2 separate regions of the Cricetulus griseus genome follow, and region 2 is linked to region 1. Evidence: chromatin contacts called from public Hi-C data. All regions are on one chromosome and are shown on one strand. The core of a region is the stretch at or near the end of the contact, and the rest is flanking DNA. Distances in the headings are between cores, read along the strand shown. Region 1 holds the start of Bbs1 (Bardet-Biedl syndrome 1 protein). Region 2 holds the start of Rce1 (CAAX prenyl protease 2).

Region 1 (4,142 bases), core at 828-3,327:
CCATGCCAGAGCACTTATGTAGAGATCAGAGAACAACTTTAGGGAGTTGGTTCTCTCCTTTTAGCAGCAAGTACCTTTACCAAATGAGACTTTAATGCCCATTCCCAAACAAGGTATTTTCCCTTGCACCGAAGAATCATGTCACAGTACCTAAACTAAAAGGCTGTGTGCTCACTTTAGCAGCGCATAGGCTAAACCTTGTATGATACAGAGAAGATTATTAGCATAGTGTCTACTCAAAGATGACACATAGAAAGTGGGCACGGTGGCACATGCCTTTAATCCTAGCACTGGAACCTGGTGTACATAGTGAGTTCCAAGACAGCCAAGACTATTACATTGACTTTATCTTAAAACAATAACAACAAAGAACAAACAAACCAGTTTTGTGAATCACTTCTCATTTTTAAGCCCATTATTTTGAATGATAAACTAAAAAATTAAGGAACAACAACTAGACATAAAGAATTGGGGTTTGCAGTGGGCAAAGGTGCTCGCCACCATACCTGACGACTGGAGTTCAGTCACTGAAACCTGCACGGAAGAGAACTGACTCTCAACAGTTGTCACCTGACCTCCCCACTAAATAAATAAAATCTCATTTTTAACTTTGTTGCTAATTTTGTTTTGGGATGGGGATTGGTTTTTTGTGGGTTTTTGTTTGTTTGTTTTGAGGCAAGGTCTCACTATGTAGTTCTGCCTGGGCTCAAACTTGTCAGGCCAGCCTCAAACTCACAGAGATCGCTATCTGTCTCTATTCTCCAAATGCTGTAATTAAGACATGCATCACTACTCCCACCCCCAAATTAATTTTTAGAGAATTATATATCTGACCATTATAAATCTACAACTTTTTTCTGCTTTATTTCTACAGATCATGTTATAAAATTAATGTTTACTATCTAAATAAAATAGTGGTTAAGAGGACTGGCTGCCCTTCCAGAGGACCCTGGACAATTCCCCGCAACCAACATGGCAGTTCACAACTGTCTGTAACTCCAGTTCTAAAGGATCCGACACCCTCATAAGACATACATGCAAAACAAAACAAAACAAAAAAAACCAATGCACACAAAATAAAAATAAATAAATTATTGAAAGAAAGAAGTTCTGGAGGCTGGAGAGATAGCTCAGCGGTTGAGAGCACTGGCTGCCCTTCTAGAAGACCCAGGTTCAATTCCCAGCACCGACATGGCAGCTCAAAACTGTCTGTAACTCCAGTTCCAGCGGATCTGATATCTTCACACCAATGCACATAAAAACAAGTTAAATAAATTTAAAAATTAAAAAAATAAAGGAGTTGCAACTAAATGTGCCTTTTCAGTACGAATGGGTTCTAGAGTATGTTGCCCCTCTCTGCAAATCTCACTTCTGAGTTTTCCCCACTCAACTTTCTGATTGCCTACCTTGTACTCCCCATCGCCATGCAAATCTGCCAGAGCTGGAAAACACAGAGGGTCGTAAGTGGGAGCTCCAAAGGCTTCACCATTACCCGATCCTTCCATCCTCCTAGAATCCGGGCTTTCCCAGGTCTGGGGACTCACCCAGGCAGGGGGAGAAGGTATGGATGTTGGCCATGGGGTCGTAGTGCGCGTCCAGCCATTTCGAATTGGCTTCGCTGCTGTGAGGGAAAGGAGAGGATAGTTGGAAAAAGTGAGTCTCACGGGAAAGGAAGAAAGTTCTGAGTAAGATGATGCCCGAGCCTGAGAACACGGAGAAAGGAGAATCTGGGATCAATTGGCGCCCGGGGTGATCAGCCAATCACAAACACAGACGCTTCTTGGCCTTTGGTTTCCGTTACTGATTTCTAAACGGCCCTTTCAGAACTTTCAGCGCAGCCCGAAAGCAAGAGCCCGGGACTCGGCACCAAGGCGCGGTCTACTCATCTGAGGGAAAGGAAGCCCTAAGGAACCGGGACTTCACCTCTCAGTTCTCCCGCTGTCGGAATCCGCTGAAGACGTCGCAGCCATCTTCCCTAGCGTCGCCTTGGCAACCACCTCCGCTATAGCGCAACGCCCAATAGAATCCGGACACCAGAAAGCACAGAAACAAACGTTCCGGGGATGTAATTGTCCCGGCTGGAACCAGCCCGTTTCCTTGCCAGCATTTCCTCTTACATTATTTTGACTTATGGTTTCTGCACCAATAACAGGGTCCTGGGCTTCGAGGGCTGGGGAGGAGCTCTTGTTGGAGGTTAAGATCATCAAAATGAACTGCCTCAATTTTTATGGTTAGCCCAGTCGAAAAGTGTCATGTCCTTTCTTCTGACTGTAGAGGTCCAAGCTCTGAGACCCAAACCACGAGGATTAAAGGGCAGGATCTCAAGTTGATGGGTACTAGCTCTTAAGCTCCTGAAAGTTTAAAGTACAAGACGCTTGCTGCTCTTGCAGAGAACCCCAGTTTGCTTCTCAGCAGCCCATGGCAGCTCACAATTCTTTAAGTTTAGTTCTAGGGGATATGATACTATCTTCTAGCTTCTGCTGGGACCAGCCCACAGTGAGAAAATGCACACATACACAGAAAAAAAAATATTAAAAATATGTCATGGGGGCTGGAGAGATGGCTCAGAGGTTAAGAGCACCGACTGCTCATGGTGGCTCACAACCATCCGTTATGAGATCTGGTGCCCTCTTCTGATGTGCAGAATGGAAGCAGAATGTTGTAAACATAATAAATAAATAAAATCTTTAAAAAAAATATGTCACAAAGGAGAGCTGCAGAACTCATACTATGCCTCTGTGCTTTCCTTTAGAGACGATAGCAAAATCCTGTTGTGGACTGGAAGCCAGAAGTGCGGTACTGTGCCCTCCCCAGGCTCTGAACACAGGGAGGAAGAATCTCACACATAGCAATGATGGTTGTTTGTGGTATTTATTTTTCTGGTTATAAAAGTAATACACGAAGAGCATTGGATTTGGTGAGAACGCTTTGAGCCCTGGCTCTGTCACATGCCAGCTACCAGATTTAGACCAGTCACTTCTCAGAACTGCATTGTCCCATGTGGGAAACTGGACTAGGCAGCCTGTGGAGCTCCCTCCAAAGATGGCAGCGCAGACCAAGGAACTGAGGAAGTACTTGGTAAACCAGAAAGTGCTGACAAATAGAAGGGTTAGCATCACCACCCTCAGTTGAGGTAGCACCAGAGTCAGAGCCCACCCCTACCCCCCACTCCTAATGACACACACAGGTTTATGGAGTGGGGAAAGGAATCACGAAATCTTCTCAAGCCTGGCCAGCTGGGGCCTCCTTGACCTGGTCCCTCCAGAATCTGGCATCTGCTGTGGCTAGCTGGGTAAGGACCTCCTCCAATTCAGGCCCATCTTCTGGAAAACGCTCACAGAAAGATCGGATGAGACCAGCAGCTGAGGCCTCATACTCTACAAGCTGTACTTCTGAGCCTGGGAGGAGACAGAGAAAAAACAGCAGCACCGAAAGATGTGAATAGGGAAGCTGCATCATAGTAACAGAGTCGTAAGACTGTCGAGTGCTGACTGACCTCTTGGCACAAACTGTTCAACGTTTAGGCCAGTTATCTTAGTCATTAGAGTAACCAGTGAGGAAGGCAGAATTACAGCAGATTAAATGGACTGCTACCAGCTTTCATCCTTCCTGCATCAAAGCTCAAATGAAGTCTGGCATCGCAGTACATACCATAATCCAAGAGAATTCGAGTCTCAATAAAACCAAACCAAACCCCAACAATCACTAACAAAAATGATCAATAACAGAGCTTTGTCAGGAGGCTGGAGAGAGATAGCTCAGGGGTTAAGAGTACTTGTTGCTCTTGCAGAGGACCCAGGCTGCACTCAGCTTGGCCTCTAGAACCCACATGGTGACTCATAACCATCCAGTCCCAGGGTATACAATGCCCTCTTGTGGGCATTGTGTGTACACATGGTGCACATACATACATACAAGCAAAACACACATAAAATAAATCTAAAGTCAATTTTTAAGTGTAACATTAGATAAAACAGATACAGTCCTTGGCATCTTGAAACTCACAGTCCAGCAACTAATTGACATGTGTAGACCATGGGCAAGTTTCCCAGCTGTTCTAAGCCTCGGTGCCTTACAAGTAAAGTGGGAATAAGCACATGACCTCTTCTCTCAAGGTGCTATGATTATGTATGCTAGAGCAT
Region 2 (4,555 bases), core at 1,905-4,404, 280 kb before region 1:
GTGTACATACTCCCAAGTGTTGGCTTGGGTTCTCACCAAGATCCAAGTACACGAATTCTCAAAGGTTCAAAGGACCGTATTACCCAAGTTAAATCTCTTTAATATCCCAATACAAAGTCTTGATGCAAAAAGACAATGAGAAAACCCTGGGAGGAGGGGTTTTATAAAACCCACCGAGCAGCTTTTTTTGGGGGGTGGGGCAAAAGAGCTAAGAAGCAGTAGTCCAAAGAGGGAGTGCACAGCTCCTAGGATTTTGTCCTTGTCCCCTCACGTCCAGCTGCTCCTCAACCGTTCTTTGAGAGGCTGCACCCTTTGGATATCTGCTCCTTCCTCTTGGTCCCTGGGGTTCAACTAGCTCTGGCTTCAATCCCCTACAAAAATTCCTGAGATCTCGGGGACCCCAGCCAGCCCCTCCCTTGCAGTATTCCATGATAAGGAGGGGCTGCAGAGCCCATCAGAGTTCACTGGGGTATACACAAGAGTGATGGTCAGGAGCACAGTAGGGTCTCTGAGGCTCCTGTTCGTTCCAAAAGCACGCAAAGGGGAAGGCTGCCATAGAGCTTGGGGTCCGTCAGGGGTTGAAGCAAAAGCAGGAAGAGTCCCACACCAAGAGCATAGCCTGCCAGCAGTGGCCACCTCTGTGGATGCTCCAGGGCTGCGCACACGGCAGGGAAGCCCATGTAGTTGCAGAAGGAGTGGCAGAGAACTGGCCCTATCAGGTGTCCTGGAGAGGGGAGACGGGCAAAGTATGAAGCAGCCCCACTACTGGTGGCCCTTCTAGAGTTAGTGGCCCTTGTCCCCTGAACAGGGCTCAATGACCCTCCCCACCCATTCATGTGCCCCCATGTCAGGACCTCTGCTTCCACCTTTTAGACCTTAAAAAGCTGAGGGCCCTGGCTTAAGTCTGCCTCAAGGACTGTGGTAGAAGAAACTTTGTCACAGGCATAGTATTCCCCTTCTCCCGCCCACATCCATGGGGCCCTGAGAATGCATGAAAAACTGAGGACCAACCTGTGCGGATGAAGAGGAAAGCCGTGTAAGCACCAAAGACAGCGGTGTAGGAGAACTGGAACGCTGGAGACGGAGGCTTCGAGTGACCACACCAGCATGCTCACCCTGCCCCAGTACTGCACACCAGAGACCACCCTTTCCTCTTGGCAGTGGCTGCCTGCCCACCATCTGTGGCTGTTCTCTGTACCCTACCTCCCAAGATCAGTGGTCCCCATGCAATATTTATAGCCCTGTATTTCCAGTCCTTTCTGTACAGTGGCTGTCAGGGATATCATAACACCCCAACCCTCACCTGTCCCAGGCAAGCTCCCCAGGCTCACCTGCAGACAAGAAGATATTTCCCACGCTGCTTTGGCGGAAACGTAGCTGCTCAATAATGTGATGAAAGTGGGCTGGAAGGAAGAGGTACAAACAACATCGTGTCTCTCTGGCCTGACGTCCAGCTCTCCCCTCACCCCAAGCCCTCATTTTCAGCCCTCATGCTGGGAACATCTTTGCTGGACCAGTTAGACTCACCAACTCCAAAAAAGAGTGGGCAGGTGAACACAGCAGGGCCCAGACCTGTGCATGGTGCTAACATGGGCAGCATACAAGCCCGGAACACCAGCTCCTCTGTCAAGGGTGCAATAACTTGGTTTCGTAGCCAGCGCATGTCTGTGAGGCAGCGGGCCCAAGAACGAGGGGCTAGGGTAAATATTCAGGATAAGTAATGAGTGCCAAGTTACTAAAAATACTCACTCCTCTCAGGGGCCCTCTCCCACAGATTTATTCTGGCCAAACTCAGGTCAGGAATCCTGAGAATCAGAATGGGGAAGGGAACAAACTTTATAAGACCTAATTTCAATATCTTGAGATATAATTGACAACAGTAAGGTAAGGCAACAGTATACGAGGGAGTCATAGTAAATTCTGATACCAAAATTCAATCAAGGCCAGTATTTGGGGAAGCCAAAGGATGGAAGAACAAGGGAAGATGCTGTCTGACCCATATCAAGTACTGTTTTGGGTCCTGAAAGGCCTCCTCGAGTACCAGGAATTTACAAGGTACCCAGCAGTATGATGCCTTTTACTGATGAAGAAACACACCCAGAGAGGTGACATCTCACCTCTTCAGTCCAGATCACATCTCACTGACTCCTCTCCCCAGTGTCCTGGACTGCCTGTGCCTACCTTTTCCTCAGTCTTGAAGACTCACCCAGGACAACCTTCAGCCCATCTGTCAGGTCACACGGGCAATCCATAGAGAGCTGCATCAGTGGACCCAGGAATAGGATCTGGGGGCAAAAAAAAAAAAAACCAGATCAAATGAAAGCCCCACCACAATCCAGTGCCCTTGGTCAGTGTCATGAGACCTCAGGCTTCCCGAGTTCTAGGGTTTCCCAGCAATACACACCTGGGGGCTCAAGGGCCACATCATAGTTTCTGTCTGTCATCTGCCAAAGGCAGGCTGGACACGGGGCATTTCATTACACTAGTGACAACAGAGTAGGAAAAAGGAAGCAGGACTCACCATAGTTAGCAGCAGGGGCAGCAGAGCTGCTGGGAAAATGCCCTCCAGCCTGAAGCCCATCAGGGTGAGCAGTGATGTGCCTGGCTGAGCCACAGGAAAGGGGGCATCAGTGATGTTCCCTCCCACAACAAAACCTGGGATCCTTTCCCTGGTTGCCCGCGCCCCGCCGCCTTCGCACCTGGATGCCAGTGAGTTCCCTCCAGAGCAGCACGCAGAGAGGGGACAGGCTGGAGACCACCAGGACGCTGGTGAAACGCCGCTTGATGACAGCAGGGTGGTCCCTAGGAAGGGAGCCGTAGGTTGAGCGGGCCTGCAGCAGCCGCTGGCCGCCGCGGCCCCACCCCCGTCGGCCCAAGCTCCGCCCCTGCCCCGCCTCGCGGGGGCGCGGATCCCGGCCGCGCGCGCAGCCCCCACACCTGGGCAGCTCGCTCTTCCACACGTAGAGGCTGCCCACATAGGAGCAGGCGAGACTGAAGCAGGAGAACACGGACACCCAGCAGCACAGCCCCGGGCCCGGGCCGCTCAGCGCGGCTGACTCGGGCTGCCGCTCCGGCCGCGACACCGACAGTAGACGCAGCCCGTCCCCGCCCAGCGCCGCCATCACGCCCGGACCCGCGGCGCGCAGCAGTGACGCAACTACGTGGATGACGTCAGGTGGCGGCGCGAGCGCCGGCTCCCCCGGGGCGCCCCTCCCCTTGAACTGTAGTCGACGCGTCTTGCTGGCAGCCGCTTTATTGAACCCTAGAGCGCGGGACACGCGTGCCCGGGGCATGTTTGGCCCGATGGGATTCTCAGCAGGGGGCACTTAGAGCCTGCGCCCCGGACTCAGCCACTCGGACAGATTGGAGACCTCTTGCAGCCACAGGTCCTGCGGGAGTAGAGGAGACGGTGGTGAGGACCCAGCCGCAGCCGCCCAGGCCCGCAGCCGCCCAGGCCCGCAGCCGCCTGTCCCTCCTGCGCCCGCCACGGTACCTCCAGGCCGCCCGCAGCGCTCGCTGCGTCGGGCGCCGGGGCCCTGCCGCGGGCTGCTGGGGCTTGTGGTCCTCCGGCAATGGGGGAGGCCACGGCGGGCTCCTGGTGGCGCGTGGCGGACTCTGGAGGGCTCGGGTCCTCGGCGGGGCACAGAGCTGGCGATTCTTCCCTGCCCTGGCTGGGGCTTCTTCTCTTGAGCCTCTTGTTTTCAGCTTGCCCGCCGGTCTCTAGGAGAAGACAGGTTCACTTCACCTCGCTCCCGCAGCCTTGTGCTGGCGCTGGAGTCTTGAGGCGGGGATGGGGCGTGGGGGGTGAGCGAGGGGGTATTCTTAATGAACTCTCCCACTCTATCCTTCCAGCTGAAATCCTTTTCAGCGCCTGGCCTTCCGTAGCGTTCCTTCCCCTTTTAGCTGGACCTTGATTAGGGGCATCTGTTACTATCCGCTCAGATTGAGTAATATGAATTTCAAGCTCCGATTGCTTCGGGCAGAAAGCATCTCAGTCTCTCTGGTGTTTAGGCAGTTACTACAGTGACAGCTTCTTGTTGTTGATATTTAAACAGGCTCTCGTGTAAGGCTGGCCTTAAACTGATCATCCTGCTTCTGTCTCCCAAACGCTGGGATTACAGACACGAGCCCAGTGATTCTCGACTTGTGTGGCTCGAGACCCCTTTGGGTCGAAGCCCTGTCTGTCACAGGGGTTGCATATCAGATACTTAATTGATTCATAACAATAGCAAAATTACGGTTATGGAGTAGCAACGAAAATAATTTTACGGTGTGTGTGTGGGGGGCACCACAACATAAGGGTTGCATTTTAACGTTAGGAAGGTTGAGAACTACTGTTAGCTTGTCTGTAACAGGTTCACTTGTGGAATCAAACTCAGGGTCTAGACAACAAACACTCTGCCACTGAGCTGCACGCCCCGCCCCCGCCCCCACCCACCCCTTAGGTGCAAATTTACAGCGTCTTTGCCTTAGCACATTCCTCCTGAGCAGCTCCCTGGGAATGTCAGCCACAAAAGCACTTTTCCTTAGAAAACTTAATGCGCACACTAATAAG

What was found. Hi-C and Micro-C count contacts between places; a contact is called where the count stands out from the background.
Region 2: a Hi-C map of the CHO-K1 cell line shows a contact between it and region 1, with 5 times the contacts expected there. The contact joins the promoter of Rce1 here to the promoter of Bbs1 in region 1. A contact is called at or near these places in 3 of 8 Hi-C or Micro-C datasets (the CHK-Q cell line and the CHO-K1 cell line).

What each region holds. Positions count from the first base shown.
Region 1 is chr3:54,378,482-54,382,623 of CriGri-PICRH-1.0, reverse strand. It overlaps Bbs1 (Bardet-Biedl syndrome 1 protein), which reads right to left and starts at 2,077. Exons shown (of 17, transcript XM_027408654.2): 1 at 1,924-2,077; 2 at 1,545-1,621; 3 at 1,407-1,441. The coding sequence starts at 1,970. It overlaps Dpp3 (dipeptidyl peptidase 3), which reads right to left. Exons shown (of 18, transcript XM_027408652.2): 18 at 2,853-3,398. The coding sequence ends at 3,223.
Region 2 is chr3:54,658,096-54,662,650 of CriGri-PICRH-1.0, reverse strand. It overlaps Rce1 (CAAX prenyl protease 2), which reads right to left and starts at 3,154. Exons shown (of 8, transcript XM_035442046.1): 1 at 2,938-3,154; 2 at 2,700-2,802; 3 at 2,522-2,605; 4 at 2,207-2,285; 5 at 1,528-1,695; 6 at 1,332-1,403; 7 at 1,012-1,087; 8 at 78-724. The coding sequence starts at 3,122. The coding sequence ends at 364. CUNH11orf80 (type 2 DNA topoisomerase 6 subunit B-like) reads right to left here. Exons shown (of 17, transcript XM_027408677.2): 17 at 3,204-3,720. The coding sequence ends at 3,347.